2 separate regions of the Rattus norvegicus genome follow, and region 1 is linked to region 2. A link is a contact called in public Hi-C data. All regions are on one chromosome and are shown on one strand. Each heading gives the region's core, a stretch centred on a gene start, on an enhancer-like site or on the middle of the called end of the contact. The rest is flanking DNA. Distances are from core to core; before and after follow the strand shown.

What was found. A called contact is a pair of places that touch in the nucleus more often than the background predicts.
Region 1: a Hi-C map of liver shows a contact between it and region 2, with 6 times the contacts expected there. The contact joins the promoter of Mrc1 here to the enhancer-like site in region 2. A contact is called at or near these places in 2 of 12 Hi-C or Micro-C datasets (liver and psoas muscle).

What each region holds. Positions count from the first base shown.
Region 1 is chr17:82,156,468-82,159,167 of GRCr8, forward strand. Mrc1 (mannose receptor, C type 1) reads left to right here and starts at 1,258. Exons shown (of 30, transcript NM_001106123.2): 1 at 1,258-1,423. The coding sequence starts at 1,363.
Region 2 is chr17:82,089,779-82,092,723 of GRCr8, forward strand. Tmem236 (transmembrane protein 236) reads left to right here. Exons shown (of 4, transcript XM_001057551.8): 1 at 1-2,945. Among named protein-coding and RNA genes, the nearest start is that of Tmem236, 16 kb to the left of the region's middle. Within about 2 kb of position 1,658, at least 17 of the 93 cell types and tissues checked have an H3K27ac peak or open chromatin away from gene starts, as enhancers often do.

The DNA of each region.
Region 1 (2,700 bases), core at 8-2,507, 66 kb after region 2:
GACAGTTAAGCAGTGTTTGGACACAAAACATTTGCTGTGCCTCTAGTTTTGGGAGAATTTTCTTTGTCAGTTAAGCGTTGGTAGAATGGATGGAACAGAACTGTGGGTCCTCTCTCCGCACCTTCCTACTTGAGGCTTTTAAAGAAGAAATTTATTGAGAGAAATCACAGTTCTTACTGGGAAGTAAAGTGTGAACCTTTGCCTCAGAATTGATGCTTCTTAACAGCTTTTCATTTGCAGATAAACCATCTGTTTACAATTTCTAACTCTCCAGTGTTTCCAGAAGCTTCTTTTTGAAACACTTACATTTCCCACCCTCCGGTTCCAGGTCTTTCCCTGGTTATCTAACCACTATCCATTTCAAAATATTCTTAATTCTGGTTCAACTCCTGAAAAAAAAATCAAGGTTTAGGTCGGTTGTGTGGTGCTTTGTGAACCACCCTGTAATGTCAAGAGAGAATCCCAGTTTCATGAATCAACAAGTAACTTTTGGACCCAAGCCAGGCTTTCTTTTGCAAGGGAGAGGTCTTCCCCTTTTCCAACTCAGAGGACTGTGATGGTTGAGCCCCGGCAGCAAACCAACTACAAAGCTTTTGCCACTGTTTCCTCTGGCTTTCTAGAGAAAGGCTTCTAGAACTTTCTCTTTCTGGACCTCACTGAAATTGTCTTAAAATTAACTTCTCTTTCATTTTCCTTCCAGAGATAGGAGCAAAGCTCTATGTGAACCATACCTTTGACCCTTTCCAAGGTGTGTGTGTGTGTGTGTGTGTCGGGGGCCGGGGCTCTGAACACAGGATTGGGGCGGAGGGTCAGTTTTACACCTTCAGGAAATGTTTCTGACCTTTGGAGTGCGTGTCCTCCCTTTCTGACATTAGAATTGAGGCTACATGCATAAGAGCCTCCACACTGCCTCCTGGAGACTGTCACTTTCCTCACCCAGATAATGGCCTCCAAAGTAGTCAGTGCCCAGCACCTGTGGAGAACTCCGCTGGGCTGTCTCTCCCTCCTGCAGCTGAGGCCTGAGGCTTGGGTCCTCACTTCTCCACACTTCCTGCGTTCACTCCTCTCCTCCACATGTTCCTCTCTCCCCTTCCCCCTGTGCCTTAGCTTACGAAGCAAAGTTGTAACTTTGAATTCCTGTTTTTCTAACCGCCCCCATGTGACAGGATATCTGTCAATTGGAGGGTTTTCCTAAATTCAGGAGTCCTTTAAAAGAGACAGCTTCCTCTCTTCTCCTTTTCAGTCAGACGGCTCCCAGACCCTGGACTAAGCCAAGGGGCAACCCGGGGACTTGGGCTGTATTCTTTGGCTTTTCTTTTCCCCTTTCCCTCTTCTCCCTCAATGGAACACACACTCTGGGCCATGAGACTCCCCCTGCTCCTGGCTTTTATCTCTGTGATTCCGGTCGCTGTTCAACTCTTGGGTAAGTCTATTTTGAGGTGGGGGCTTTGCATACCATTTTGTTTGAAGTATATGCTGAGTCCTGTGCACATCTGGAAGAGGAGTTGAATGCACTGTCCTTAACATCTGTGTTTTTACCTGACTCGAATAGAGCCTGCATCTGGCTGTGGCTTGGCAATCGGGGTGGGAGTTGAGCTACACCCAGGCAATGCTGCCGCTCTCCCATGTCAGATATCGCCCAGGCTGAAGCCCTCAGCACCTCTGTCCTCCTGAGGACATCATGTCTAGTTTTTTCTACCTGGTTCGTGTGCAACGGTTTCTTGTTTTGTGGTTTGCCCTAGTTCTAGTTTTCAGTTTATGCCACTGCTCTCCTCCTCTCTACAGATACCTCTGAGCATTTCTAGTGGGGAAAGAGGAAGTTGCTGCCCCTCATCCAAGATGCAAATTGATAAGGAGGGGAATCTCCCTAGAGCAGGGACGTGGTAATTCTTACACTCAGAGTTTCCCATGAGCCCTTTCATTCATAATTTTTATTACTAGAAAGTCCATCCTTTTCTGTATCCAAAATTGTTCCTACCGTCTCACAGGCGGATGTGTTCAGTGCTGAAGTCTGAAGGTGGTTGATATGTCCATAGGAACTGATCAGGGCTCCTTAGACGCTCAAGGGCATTGCTGAGTCTGCATTTCTCTGGACTCCTAAGAACCAGAATGGGAGGGACTGGGAGAGTCTGCACTCCCAGGTCTATTTTGAGACTTATTTTGCCTTTTTTATCACCCTTCTTTTTCATCAGACAACTGAAACCTGCTGGACAGTTTGTACCCTTGGTCCTAACCCAAGTTCTATGGTGACACTGATGCCGGAAGTTTTCTAGGGAGCTGTTTGATAAAGATGTTCTCAATTTTCTTAGGAATGTTTCCCTCCGTTGAGACAGCAGGATGCCTCCCTAATGTCTTTCTCTTTGTGGCTACAAATACTGAGACAGAGTGTGAGGTCTTTGGGCACAGATACCTGAATACAGAGTGTGAGAACCTGTGGGTCTCTTTGGGCACAGATACTGGGAGAGAGTGTGAGGCCCTGTAGGGCACTTGGTGTGCTCAGTTACTGGGACACAAAGTATGAGGTCTTTCAGGTCTCTCTAGAGAATGAAAAGCAAATAAAAAGTGGGTGCAGGAGTGTCCCTTGAAGGTGCAGATGTTTTTGTGTTACTCCAGGCCTGTGATTTCTCAGCCCCTCACTGGGAGACTCTAGACTTGTACTCTGCTGTAGAGCCATACCCTCATCTCTTTTCACTATTTATT
Region 2 (2,945 bases), core at 408-2,907:
TATGGCGTTGTGCTGGCTTTTACACAAAGGCTTAAGTTATTTGCTACCTGGACAGTTATACGTGATCGTACACTAAATTTAGGATAGTGTGAACTCTGAGAGTGTAACTTGGGCTTAGGGCAGAGGGCGCGTCGGGTCATAAGCTTATTGAGACGACTTCTAGTGATTTATTTGGTCACACCTGCTTACGAGGCTCAGCAAGCTTTAGAAATTGTAAATTAGGCCCAGGACCATGTTTCCACCTCCTCCCCAGACTCTCTGCAGATCCAGCTCGATCCCGCGAGAAGCGTCGCTGTTACCAGCTCCGGACTCTGTGCCCCTCGACACCATGTGATCTCAGGAAGCAAACTCCAGACGTACCAGAACATTCTTGGCAGTTTGTCCGTTCCATTTCACAGACCCTCTGCCGAAAACAATGTATGAACCTCTAGATTGCAAATGCTCTCGCTAACGATTTTTAGAGACTTTCAGTTTTTGACTTCCTGCCTGCAGGAAGGAAATGGCAGTTGGCAGTGTGGACAACAGGTGTTCCTCTGGACGGAATGATATCTTCTGCTTACTAAAATAAAAAGCTCTGCATCAACAGTCCTATGTGGAAGTGAATTCAGAACCACAGGGGCCAGTCATTCCAGCACAGATCCAGCTTCAGAAACCAAATGTGTTCTCTGTCAGGAAGTTCTGACGACCGCCGGCCTGACAGGCAAGTGCAGGCTGAGGCACAGGCCTCTCCGATCAGTTTTGGACTTTTTCAAGTAAAGCATTTGAGCGGTTCGAAAATGGCCTTTATGTTTCGGTGCAGTGGCATGGCAGATTGTCAGGGAACTTAGGAGGGGAAGCATCGGGACTGAAGTACGCAGCCCTCTGTTGGAGGGTAAATGGTTAGCAAAGTCCTCTTGCAACTCCCCAATGATTGTGCCTCCAAATCTAACCCTTGGCATTGTTTCGTCCTGGTTGTTAGCGTGATGGTGTTCTTTTCTTCAGCCCAGTGAGCTGGTTGCTCGATCAGTCATTCCCTGCCTGCCATTCTATTAATTAGAGTTAGAGCAAATGAGACACTAGGAGATGAAGGCTGAAATCACTGGAGCTTCTGTCTTGGGCCAGACAAGCGCCAGGCAGTTCTCTCCCAAACACCTCTGTTAGTGCTCATGTCTGTTTTTGAGGGCACACATGTTGGAAAAAATTTGGGAGACACCGTAGCACTGGCATCTACAAAACTTTTGTTAGTGTCTGGAAAAGACCAGAAACATTGCCTAACACCAAGCATGAAATTAGTTGTGTAAGACCCACCCCCCTTCCTCGTCCCACCTACGCCCCAACCCACTACTTTGTCTTCCCTCTCTGGCCTTGGGACTCTAAAGAGCTATGTGATGAGGGAAGGAGACATAGGAAGAGTGAGTATGATTGAGCACATAAGTAAACCTGTGTGCTGAATGAGTGTGCCGATCACACAGGACAGATGGTTCTCGATCGCTATCTCCTGCAGTGTGAGAAGCAGCATTCCCTTGGAAAAAGAGAGGCCTTAGCCATGACTGGGGGCTGTGCCTTCTGCAGCTGCTCTGTGCTCCCCATCCCTCCCACGAATGTGTGTTAAGAGCTTGTTCTGTGCTGGGCACTGTGCTGAGAAATGATGAGTCAAGGCTTAGGGCAGATGTTTCCTGCTTTCAAGGAGTATATGGGCTTCCTGGAGATCCAGCAGGCAAACCAGGATATAGATAGCTGTAACTGCGAGCAGAGACGGTTTCCAAAAGCTTTTGGCACGAAGGAGGTAATGCCACATCCTACTTGGGAAAGGTGCCTAGAGGAAGGTTGGGCAGGAGGAAGCACTTGAGGTGGGCGCTGCTGCAGGATGGCTGTGACGAGTCTCGAGGCTTCTTCAAGAGCCTGACACAGCGACCCAGCTTGATGGGGAGATGGTTTCCATGCCTTTGTCCTGCTTGATGTTTGTGGCTGTGTGGCTTTTTGCTTGTGTTTAGTTTTTCCACTCAGAGGTTAAGTGGAAGTGAAATGTGTTTGTCTAGCTTCTGCCCAAGGGAAAGTGAGGAATGTAAATTGATAAATGAAAGTGCATATATATATATAGATATGTGTGTGTACATATATATATACATATACATACATATGTATATATACACATATATGAACACATATGCACACATATATATGCACACACATATATGTGCACATACATATGCACATATATAATAAACTTTTAATGTAATTGCAATAATTATTTTAAAGTTACTTTTGTTTTCTCTGTATGAGTGTTCGGCTGTAATGTATACTAGGGCAGCACACGCATATTTTGTTCCCTTGGGGACCAGAAGAGAGTGTCAAAACCCCTGAAACTGGATTGCTGTAAGTCATGTGGGTGCTGAGAATCCAACCTGCGTTCTTCACAAGATCAGCAAGTGCTCCTAACTGTTGGGCCATCTCTCCAGCCCACTTGCAGTGATTTTAAAATACATTTTTCTTACTCTAAAATTGCTTTCCAATCTTTTAGAACCATTTAGATGATGACAAAACTAGTGAAAAGGGTGTTTTTTTTTTGTTGTTGTTGTTTGTTTTTGTTTTTAAATCTCCCTCCTATACTGCTCTCCCCCATTTTCTAGACACAACACTGTCAGTTTGATGGGTATCTTTCTGAATTTTAAATTTATATGAATATCTAAAACTACAACAATTTAATATAGAAATGAGGTTGTGTCCCCGAGAGTTAACCCCAGTCTCTGCGCCTTACTGCTTCCTTCTCCTCTTAGCTCTCAAGACCCCACACGCTATTACAACCGTTTTCAGAAGAGATGGTTTTCCATTCCCTCAGGCAAAGACAATGCTGCCCCAGTACTTAGAGCCTGCTCTGAGTCAGGAGAAAGAGCAGTAGAGGTCCAGCTCAAAGAACAGCCTTGCACTTTCTACATTTCTTCTCAGTGTTGTGTTTTCTTCGGAAT